Linked DNA regions of Triticum aestivum: region 1 is linked to region 2. The links are chromatin contacts, called in public Hi-C maps. All regions are on one chromosome and are shown on one strand. The core of a region is the stretch at or near the end of the contact, and the rest is flanking DNA. Distances in the headings are between cores, read along the strand shown. Region 1 holds the start of LOC123119876 (guanylate kinase 1). Region 2 has its middle 72 kb from the start of LOC123119874.

Region 1 (5,884 bases), core at 3,354-5,853, 500 kb after region 2:
CCGTCAGTTTCAGCACCTCCTCAACCTGCCTTCAGCAGGCCAGCAACACTTACAGCTACTGCCGAAGACCGCCGAGGGACAGATGCAGCAAGGGCAAGTTCAGATAACAGCAAACTGTCAGCATTGCGTGCGTTCAGGCGCACCCGAGGCCTTTGCTTTAAGTGTGGCAAAAGGTGGGGCAAGGATCACACATGTCCAACTACGATGCAGATGCATATTGTCGAAGAATTGCTAGCGCTATTCAATACCGATGGCGATGTTCTGGGTGATCGATAGACAGACTGTACTGAACCAGAGGATGACAATCTCTGCATTTTGTCCATGCACGCAGTACCAGGTTTAGAAGGGCCGGGTGTGATGCAGTTACATGCTTGGCTTCAAGGGAGTGAAGTGCTGTTGCTAGTAGATTCTGGGAGCACTTCTTTTGTGGATCAACGGTTGGCCGCTCGTCTGACTGGAATCTCTCCTTTGTCTCAACCATGCAAGGTCAAAGTAGCTGATGGAGCACTCTTGTTGTGTGACAGTTTCATCCCACACTGTCAGTGGATGTGTCAAGACCATGAATTCGTTACAGATTTCAAGATCATCTCTCTTGGGGCGTATGATGCAATCTTAGGTATGGATTGGCTCAAGAAACACAGTCCTATGTACATCGATTGGGAGGCACACCACTTGTCAGTAACCACGGCTGCTGGACCAGTTGAACTTCAAGCAGTTGCCAAGGACCTGCAGCAGTGCTCAGTTATCTCCTCTCAAGAACTGTTAACTTCCTGCAAAAATGGAGCCGTAGCCTATGTGGTACACCTTAACACTGTTGCAGATCAGACTATGGCCGACAACAGCATTCCCACGGACCTACTCCGAGTACTTGAACAATACACTAATGTATTTGAAGAACCGTGCCAGCTCGCTCCTCGCCGTGCTTGTGATCACCGGATTCCACTAATGGAAGGTGCTCAACCAGTAAATCTGCGCCCTTATCGTCGCAAACCTGAATTGAAGACTAAGATTGAACGGCAGGTGCAAGAACTGTTGGATGCTGGTGTGACCCAGAAAGAGTACCAGCCCATTCTCATCTCCGGTTCTGTTAGTAAAGAAGAAGGACGGCACTTGGCGCTTGTGCGTGGACTACCGCCATCTGAACGCCATGACAATAATTCCCAAGTACCCAGTACCAGTCATAGATGAATTTCTTGATGAACTGGTAGGTGCGCGATGGTTCTCTAAGTTGGATTTGCGCGCGACATATCATCAAATCCGCTTGGCTGAGGGTGAGGAATATAAAACTGCATTCACCACTCACTCCGGGCATTGGGAGTTCCTGGTTATGTCTTTTGGACTTGTAGGAGGACCAGCAACTTTCAATGGCGCCATCAGCACCACCTTGTAGCCACTGAACCGAGCGTGTGTGGTTTCCTTTTTCGATGACATCCTAGTGTTCAGCAAAACACTGAAAGAGCATGTTGAACATGTCAGACATGTGCTGCAGCTGCTGAGAAAAGATCAATGGCATGTGAAGCAGTTCAAGTGTGCATTTGGCCAGCAACAGATTGCTTATTTAGGCCATGTCATCAATGCTGATGGTGTTTCCACAGATCCTAGTAAGATAGACACGGTCCAGTAGTGGCCGACTCCGGGGAGTGTGAAGGAAGTGCGCGGTTTTCTGGGTTTAGCAGGCTACTATCGAAAGTTTGTGAAACATTTCGGTATCATCGCACGCCCCCTTTTCAATCTGCTCAAAAAGGGCGCCCGTTTGTCTGGACAGACGAAACACAAACAGCTTTCCATCTGCTCAAACAAGGCTTGATCTCAGCTCCAGTGTTACAGTTACCTGACTTCTCCAAACCACTTGTGATCGATACTGACGCCTGTGATTATGGAGTCGGTGCCGTTCTGCAGCAGGGGGCCACCCGATTGCATACATGAGAAAGCCGTTGGGACCCAAAAATAGAGGGCTCTCCACATATGAAAAGGAATGCCTTGCTATTCTGATGGTTGTTGAGCAATGGCGTCCATACCTACACACGGAGGAGTTCCTGATTCGGACAGATCAACGTAGCCTGGTCCATCTTGACGATCAGCGTCTATCGACAGTTTGGCAACAGAAAGCATTTACGAAATTGCTCGGCTTACGCTACAAAATCTGTTACAGGCAGGGAACTACCAATAGTGTTGCTGATGCTCTCTCGCGTCGCCTCCACTCCGATGAGCAACTAGCAGCTATTTCTATCTGCCAACCTGCTTGGATCAATGACATTCGTGCCAGTTATGACAACAATGAACAAGTCCAGAAAATCCGCGAACAACTACGTCTCCGTCCGGACCCCAAGGGCAGATTCATCTGGTCGAACGAGCTGCTCTACTTTCGCAACAGATTGTGGTTGGGAGGATCCACTGCTTTGCAACAGAAGGTACTGAAAGCATTCCATGACAATACAGTCGGGGGCCACTCCGGCTTTCCTGTTACTTATCGTCGCTTACGACGACTGTTTGCCTGGCCTAAGATGAAGGAGTGCATCAGAGACTATGTGAGAACCTGCTCCGTCTGCCAACAGTCAAAACCAGAACGAGTTAAGTACCCAGGTCTACTTGAACCAATTCCCCTGCCGGAAGGAGCCTGGCAAGTGATCACTATGGATTTTATAGATGGTCTTCCCCAGTCGGGCAAAGCAAATTGCAGATTGGTGGTCGTGGATAAATTCACGCGTTATGCCCATTTCCTACCACTGAATCATCCCTTCACAGCAGCGAAAGTGGCCAGGGTGTATCTAGATAATGTGTACAAACTGCACGGATTGCCCAAGGCTATTATTTCAGATAGAGACCCGGTCTTCACAAGCAAGTTTTGGCAGGAATTGTTCCATGTGATTGGGTCTGAACTGAATATGAGCACACCTTACCACCCACAGACTGACGGGCAGATAGAACGGGTCAATCAGTGTTTGGAAATTATTCTGCGATGTTTCATACATGCTTGTCCAGGCCGCTGGAGTCAATACTTGTCACTCGCGGAATTCTAGTACAATTCCAGTTATCATTCAGCATTGGATATGTCTCCTTTCCAAGCATTGTATGGCCATGAACCGAGACACTGGGGCATTGAAGCGGCGTCTACTTGCAAAATACCAGATCTGAAAGAATGGCTCGAAGAGCGCCAGCTGATGCAGATCGTCTTGAAGCAACATTTGCATCGAGCAAGGCACATTATGAAGGTCCAAGCTGACAAGAAGCGCACTGATAGCTCGTTCAAAACAGGGGATTCAGTCTTTGTCAAGCTGCAACCATATGTGCAGATGTCAGTGGCAAAAAGGGCTAACCATAAATTGGCATGCAGATATTTTGGGCCGTTTTCAGTCAAACGAGCTATCAATCCAGTGGCTTACGAGCTGAACTTGCCAACTGACTCCAAGATTCACCCTGTTTTTCATGTTTCCCAACCGAAGCAAGCTTTGGCTCCAGGTACGGCTGTCTCTTCGAACTTGCCAGTTCCTTATGACAGTTCTCTTATTCCAGTGGAAATCTTGAACAGCCGATGGCGCAACACACCCTCCGGTCGTCGTGAGCAAATCCTGGTCCGTTGGTCTGATCCTGATATTCTCGATGCCACTTGGGAGGACGCCCTTTCCCTCCGCCACCGCTTTCCTCATCTACCGGCTTGGGGGCAAGCCGCAAGTCAAGGAGGAGGGGATGTCAGCACACTAAGTAAGCCTGGAGAGGGAAGTGGCAGTAGCGCTGCCGCAACAGCTGACCCGGCCACGCCAGCAGGAGGGAACGCCAAGTGGACCAATCAAGGAGAGGGGCGCGTCATCGCCAAGCCAGCCAGGATCAGGCATCCCAACCGAAGATTCATGGGACCCGAATGGGTGAGCTCTACTTAAACCATGCGATTCAGAGAGAAAGACATCCGGTTGGATCTGGCAACGAACGGCATCGGCGGCTCCTTCTTTGCTTTTGCACTTTCTTCTTTCCTCTCCCACAAGTTGTATCTGAAGGAACTAGCTACCCTCTGTATTGTGTATCCTCTGTACTGCGTACCTGAATTCTGAAGAAGATCGATAGCCTAACAGCATTAGCATATTATATGCTTTGTCGAACTCTTTTAACCTTGACACAATTATGTCTGGTCATGTTATTAGCCAAGTTTAACCTACGCATGGTTTGACCAATGCTAGGGAAAAATAGAAGTTGATATGAACATGGCAAAACTTGATAAATTTTTTTTTGGCCATGACATAATCAATATCTCAGTGCCAGACATGTGTAATTAGTAAATATACGTGGACACTATACAGAAAAAATGGTGTGAAAAGAATGACGTCTAGCGTCAAACTGGAGCTATGGTTCTCCAATGCTTCAGATGGACCTCAAACTTTCCTTTTCCCTTTGCCCCTTATTGAATCGACTTCAGGTCGGTCTAACGTGCGAAGAAAGGGCAAAAAAGGGTTAAGGCTGCCGTAGAAAAGGTCCAAACTATACTAGCCAGGGAAAGAAGCGATGCTCTAGGCCTAGGGGTTCGGGTCAAGACACAAGACCAGATCCACCGAATCCGACCAAAATAATGCAGTTCCATCGATATAAAGGGGAGAGAGGGGGGAAATGACAAGCGAAAAGGGAAGGAGAAAAAGTTGTATAAAAACGCCGCAGCCTCGCCGTCGCTTCTTCCCTGCAAAATTCCAATTCCAACCCGAGACCCAGAGGGCTCCTGCCCCCATTTGATCCCTCCCCCCCTCCCTCCCTCCTCCCATCCCAGCGCCGCCGCCTCGACCCCCTCCTTCCTCCGCGCTGACCGCCCCGTCGCACCAGCCGCCGCCGCGGCGACATTCGTTACCGCGCTCGTTCGTTTCTCGGCCTCCAGCTCGGGGCGGCGCCGGGATCGCGGGATCTCGTCGGGGAAGCGAGGTTTGTGTCCCGCCCGTATCTGGTTTTCGGCCCTGCACGGCTCGATTTAGGGTTTCCTTGATTGTTCCTGGAATGGTCGCGACGGTGGTTGGTGCCTGGTTCTTAGGAAGACAACACCCCCTATTAGTGGCTGCGTTTTGTTGGATCTAGCCTTGGAATGGTAATGGCGCGTGATTAGTGTAGCTTTGGTCGCGTAGCCTGTCGTCCTCGTTGTGGAAAGCTCGATTCCTGAAATGTGTGAGAGCAAATGAAAGGTTCGCTTCTTCTTTTGGCGGTGGATGTTGGGATGAATTCATCCACTTGGGTCTTATTCTCTGAGTAAATCAATCTACTGTTTAAACTTTTTTTCCTGATCATTTGTTTATGCTCACTTTTATGAATAGGACGCCAGGCTCGTCCCATCTGCTCCCGATCACGGCTTATTTTATGGTGAGTTCATCACTAGCTTTTTATGCGCTCCTTTTTCTCTGTTCTTTTGATGTTGTACTTAGGTAGCATGTCAAGGAAGATTAGGCGGAGATTATATTAGGTATCGTGCCTAACAGACTCCAAATTTTGGTTTGATGTGATAAACAGGGTGAAGAGGCTCCTGAGTTTCGCGTTGACCGCATCACCTTGGGGTCCAAGGATTGCCAAGAGAATGCCATAGTTGTTGGCGATAAGACGGCGAGTCCCTTGAATAAGTCAACTCATATACATATGCTTTCAATTTGATTTTAGATATGATTGACTGCCACTATTTCTTGTTCATAGTTGTTGAAGCTATCACCTCTATTATGTTACTTAAAAATTAATAAGATTGAGCTTAGAAAGCTGGCAACTGTTTTGCATCTTTTTGGCGATATCATGTTGGTTTTGATAGAGATGTAACAAGAATGTGTTGTGCTAGTATTGGAACATCAAGGAAGATATGACACCCATTTATTTTGAGATCAAAAGGAGAGCTGAGCTGTTTGTTTCATTAATAATTATAAAGTTACTGTAG
Region 2 (6,157 bases), core at 1,976-4,475:
TGTATTCACGGACATTTTTCAAATTCATTATTTAAATAAATTTGAACCCTTTTTCATATTCACAAACGTTTTTGAAATTCATGTATTTTTAAAATAGGACAATTGCATTTTTACCCCTAGTTGGTTCCTACCCACGGGTTTTGCCCTTACTTTTCGGGCTTGCTCAGTTTTGCCCTTACTTTTTCCGTCAAGATGCCTCGAATGCCCTTTGACTGTTTGACCAAAACTTTGAAAATTCATATCAACTCAGAAAAATGCAAATAAGATATCAAAATGTTCAGATAAACATTAACTTTATGTGCATATCATTTGCATTCAGGACAAAAGCATCGTTTAAACTACCTGAGGTAATTAATGTTATTAACATTATTAAAAATAAAAAAGGTATAAAAAATATTTTTTCATGAATAAAAGTTACATGCAAATGTAGGTGATGTTTTCTGAACATCCTGATATCTTATTTGCATTTTTCTGAGTTCGTATCAACTTGTTATGAAGTTTCCAAATAATGGTCAAAGTCGTTAGAACATTCATAATAAGATGATACGAACTCAGAAAAATGCAAATAAGATATCTGGATGTTCAGAAAACATCACCTACATTTGCATGTAATTTTTATTCATGAAAAAATATTGTTTATACCTTTTTATTTTTAATAATGTTAATAACATTAATTACCTCAGGTAGTTTAAAGGATGCTTTTGTCCTGAATGCAAATGATATGCACATAAAGATAATGTTTATCTGAACATTTTGATATCTTATTTGCTTTTTTCTGAGTTCATATGAATTAGTTAAGAATTTTCAAAGTTTTGGTCAAACGGTCAAAGGGCATTTGAGGGACCATGACGGAAAAAGTAAGGGCAAAACTGAGCAAGCTCGAAAAGCAAGGGCAAAACCCGTGGATAGGAACCAACTAGGGGTAAAAATGCAATTGTCCCTTTTAAAATTGTTTGTAATTTTTTCAAGTTTGTGAGCTTTTTTTTAGTTTTGTGAAATTTCTTAAATTCATGAATTTTTTAAATTATGATCCTTTCCAAATTCATGTAAGTTTTTTAAGAAATTTGTGATATCTTGCAAATATGTAAATATTTTTTTGTATTCACGAAAAATTTACAAATTTGTTATTTTTAAATTTTTGAATCTTTTGCAAATTCACAAACTTTTTCCGAATTCATGAACTTTCTAAAAATGTGTGAACTTTTTCCAAATCATTGGAACTCTTTTTCCAAATTCTTGGACTTTTTAATATGCCTTTTTTGTATTCATGAATATATCTTTCCATTCACGAACCTTTTTCAAATTTACGAACCTTTTCCAAATTTGCAAACTTTTTTAATTCATGAAAAAATCAAACTCATGAATAGTTTTCCGAATTTGTGCTTTTTGAAACTTCAAGATTTTTTTTAGAAAGTAGACAGTCAACAACCTTGGTCAATGGTCGTGGGAAAGTTAAGGGCAAACCAACGAACGAGCAATCCAACCGCTGACCGAGCGAGTCGATGGAGAGGCAACTCGCTAATGGGTCGCAACACCGTGAATTCTGCGCTTGCGCCTTGGAGCTTCCAGGCGTCTGAAGCGTTAAGAGGAGGCCTCACATCCAAACTGGTGTGTGGATATTTAGAGGCCGCATTGCATGACAAAAGTGTCTGGTCCATGTGGTCTAGACTTTTACATGCACTTTAAGGTACCGGAGATGCCTTAAGAGCAAGTCTAATAAGGTACACTTAGTAAACTGTAAAGATTAAGTTTTTTGCTGAGTTGGATGAGAGGGAAGATGAAAGAGAAGAGAAGTGGGTTGTAGATTAACAACGAGCTGCAACACAGGCTTCAAAAAATATTGTGAGAATATCAAGTGGGCTAGATATTAATAAAGTAGTAGTCACACTGTACCATAATACAGTGTGTGCCCCAGACCCGGCAAGTGGGTAGGTTGTGGTCTCAGGTCTTAGATGTTAGGCTTGGCTGCGATGCCTATTAGGCCCAGGCTATCTACGCCCCTTCATCAACTGGATAGGTGTAGCGACATTTGTTGCTTAGACGGCGGTTTTAGTCTTACTGTTGTATGCCTTTGTAAGGTCTTGTGAAAATAATTAATAAAGTGGCTGTATGCATCGCCCAGATGCAGAGGCCGGGATCATCATCCTTTTCTAAAACACTGTACCATAATACTCCCTCAGTCCGAAAAAGCTTGTCCCAAGTTTGTCTCTCAAATGGATGTATCTAGCACCAAGTTGGTGCTAGATACGTGCTAGATACATTCATTCGAGGGACAAGTTTTTTCGGATGGAGGGAGTATGAGTCATTTGTTGAAACTGTGTAGTGTTAAAAAGGGTTTTATATTATGGAACAGAGGGAATACTTCTTAATAACATACTAACATATTAACTATTACGAACCAACCTGTGGTTGGATGGTTAGATGGTATCCCTAGCCCATCAGGATTCAAGTCCTAGTGCTCATATTTATTTCTGGATTTATTTCAGGATTTCCGGCGATGCCGGCTCAGTCTTTCGGAGGTGCTTATAGGGGTAGGGTGTTCGTGTGTGCGTTCATAGAGGTGAGTGTATGCGCGTGTATATAAGCGCTTGCGTCTATACTGTGTTAAAAACATATTGACTACTCCTTCTGTTCCTAAATATAAGTCTTCTTAGAGATTTCAATGTGGACTACATACGGTGCGAAATGAGTGAATCTACACTCTAAAATAAGTCTATATACATCCGTATGTAGTCCTTATTAAAATATTAAAAAGACTTATATTTAGAAACAGAGGGAGTATTAAATTGGCTATAAATGACGTGTCAATTTCATATAACCTTTTGTTTTACAATCATATAACTGGTTGTTGCCTATGTGTTTGACTATCAAAGCTAGGAGACAGGCACCTTGTACAAAGAATCTGACAAAGTAACGGGGCACGATCTCTGCAATCGGTTGGAACTTGCAGGTATACGCGTGTATTCACGCGGTTTTTCTTACCTAGGAATCTGTCAAGGAGGGCCATATGCAGATTGGTTGCGATGTCACCGTATGTCCTTCTGAAGGCTACTACTAAAACCTGGCTTTCGTTCAGGAATCAAGATCAAATCTGATTAGCGATCTAATGATTTTGTCCAAGGTTGGTAGCGCGCCGGTTGTCGGCTTCCGTGAGGAGGGAGGGGGTTGTCACTGTCGCAGCAGGCCAGAATGAAGGGAGGCAGGTTTCAGGCGGGAAGGGGCCTGCAAGTTGCACGCCCACTTGCGCGGAAAGGGTGAGGAACATACCAGACAGGGCCAGTTGACCACTTGTAGCCGCCCCACTGCCGGTGCTTACTGGAGCTTGGATTTATGCGCTTTTCAGTTGTTTATAGATCATGAGTTCACTGTACATGCCTCGAGATGCTTGAGATGGATCAACGGCCGAGTCGTCCTAGGGTTAGGGTTTGCCCGGCTAAAACTAAAGCGGGCGGTGCTTATAAAATAAGCTAGAGGATATCCCATGAGTTGCCGTGGGAATTGATCGACGAAAACTTAGGCTAAGAATATGAGTATCAAAATTTAAAATACATATGATTTATTGTACTCCCTCCGTTTCTAAATATAAGTCTTTTTGGAGGTTACAATATGGACTACAGACGAAGCAAAATGGTGAATTTAAACTTTAAAATATGTCTATATACATCCATACATATTGAAATCTTTAAAAAGACTTATATTTAGGAACGTATGGAGTATTTGATTATGTATAGTTGTAACAATATTTCTTAAATATAAGTAAAATTATTGAATCGGAGACATTTTCCATGCATGGTTGACCTTTGTGGTGGGTCTTTTCTCCTATATGGTTGTTTTTTGAGGCGAGTCTTATCTCATTCATTATTGTATGATGAGGTGACATGCTTATCTTTAGTTAAATAAGTTTGCAGGAACGACTCTTAGGTATATAGGAATTGTTTCGTTTTCGGAAGGAAGGTCGAGGCCTGACCATGATGTCCACAACCATCATCATTCATGGAAGTCATGGCATAAAAACAAAATCGATGCTCCGAAGATGCTACTTTCAAAAGCATTTTGGAGCACTGATTTTATGTTTTTTGCCACGACTTCTACGAATGTGATTTCATGCTGAAAATTTGTAAGCACTCAAAACATTGCTTAATGTTTGCCACACAAAAAATATGAATTTTTTGAATTTTCAATAATTTTTTATTTTACTATTTATGCAAGAGCATTTGAGCTCGAGCTCAGAGTAGGACTTCGGCTAACAAATGGACTACATAGCATATACAACAACAACTTAATCATTTCAAGATATGAAATTTATAAACTTATGGCTAAGTCAACTTCTTCAGTAACCTTCAAGAAGGATAAAAGCCTTCACGCCCGTGTTGCCATGTCTGGGCGGAGACAACTAGTGTGAGCATCCAAGGAGACAGGGTCCTCGAGATCCGCTAAAATGGTCCGACCCCGGCGCTGCACCATCCCAAAAGTGCGAGTCTCCTAGTGTGTTTGCAGCCCGGGATGATTTCGCGCCTCCCAAATGTGGTACCCCGGCTCAGAGAGATCGGAACGCCCCGTATTCCAGCCCAGAGATCGAGGTAAGTCTTTTGGAATACGACACTGCTGGCATAGAACAAATCAGCTCTTTATTACAATCGATATGGGTACAAGGGGATTACAACGGCACGACGACGCTACGCCTGCCAAGGTTGCTCTATGCAAGCAGTAGAACAACTCGAAGCAGCGGAATAACTACTAGCAGCGGAACAGCGACGACGGTGATGGACTCCACTCCGTAGGGACTCTGGCTGGAACGTTTATCCTAGCTCGCAAACTCAAGATCCTCGGCAAACAAGCAAGCAGACAAGGCATGACCTGCAAACTGGCATGATACGCCAGGTCAGTACATTGAATGTACTTGCAAGCTCACAACAACCAAAGCAATCAAGACAAACAACAACATGACATTTACAGGTTACTTAGCAATGTTGAACATGATACTATCACGACACATGGCATGGACATGGTGAACAAAATAGCACTAGAACAATATCAGATGAGCATGTCATGAACATATGATGATACTACTATGCAACATGTTAACAATATCATGCACCAACTTACTCTGTTCGGGGTTACCTCATAACCACCACATGTATCACTTACCATCATGGTCATCACACGATCACCTCAGGATCAAATCAAGCATGGTATTAACAATACCGTAGTAATCATTACATAACCACAAGGAGCTTGATCTTTACCCTTGATTCTCGCATAATACCATAAACCTCAGCCATCTTCGGTATCCTCGATACCACTGTGATACTCTCGCGATCACATAAGGATCAACCACTTCTTTCATCATCGAATCGTGGTTGTAATTATACAGGTTATTATTACTGTTGACCCATAGTGTGACCTACTACGAACTGGGCCCTTATCCGCGGGCACGGCTATCGATAGATTAAACACTCAGCAGAGGTTAGCACACTGTACCCACACTACGGAACCCAAGGCCTCGTGCTCCCATTCGAGTGGACCAACGACGTTTCAACAAAACTGATCTACTGCCATGACACTCTCCCGGCCACTCCGACCAACTCCCCTTTGGGCTAAGTCATGGGTGGCCCCGATGTCACCTCGTGACACCCAACGGCCACCGCCGTGGCAAAACAAAATGGTGCCAAACGGGGACATGTGCACATAACCAAACTCGGGCTCACAAGGCTTATACCGGCCTACTTGATCAGGGTAGTGCACGCGTATAACCTTCCCTAGTTGGAGGCACCGGCGAGAGGCATGACAATAGACCCAGTTAGGACCCTCCCATAAAGGCAAGTGTGGCTGCACTGGTCAGCTCGATTCGATTGCTATGACTTAGCCAACATGTGTTCAAGTTTAACTAATGTCCGGTTAAACTTGAATGCAAAAGATGCTGAGTCATAATAACATGATGAAATAATAATGCGCATGAGCATGATATTAACGTAAGCATGGATGAGCAACATAACCATATGAATCATTAGCATCAACAATAATGCAGCACTTCGACTACTAGATGCAGATGAACATGGCATAGCGATGATCATGCATATCACAGATACTCTTCATAACTGACACTAATCATGCATCAGATGACATAACTATCACTAGCATGACATGAATACCAACA

What was found. Hi-C and Micro-C count contacts between places; a contact is called where the count stands out from the background.
Region 1: a Hi-C map of leaf shows a contact between it and region 2, with 6 times the contacts expected there. The contact joins the promoter of LOC123119876 here to the enhancer-like site in region 2. A contact is called at or near these places in 2 of 5 Hi-C or Micro-C datasets (both in leaf).

What each region holds. Positions count from the first base shown.
Region 1 is chr5D:129,157,191-129,163,074 of IWGSC CS RefSeq v2.1, forward strand. LOC123119876 (guanylate kinase 1) reads left to right here and starts at 4,604. Exons shown (of 11, transcript XM_044539837.1): 1 at 4,604-4,899; 2 at 5,283-5,328; 3 at 5,476-5,565. The coding sequence starts at 5,326.
Region 2 is chr5D:128,657,481-128,663,637 of IWGSC CS RefSeq v2.1, forward strand. No RefSeq gene overlaps it. Among protein-coding and RNA genes, the nearest start is that of LOC123119874, 72 kb to the left of the region's middle. Within about 2 kb of position 3,226, at least 5 of the 8 cell types and tissues checked have an H3K27ac peak or open chromatin away from gene starts, as enhancers often do. A contact at or near this core is called in leaf, where this site is marked.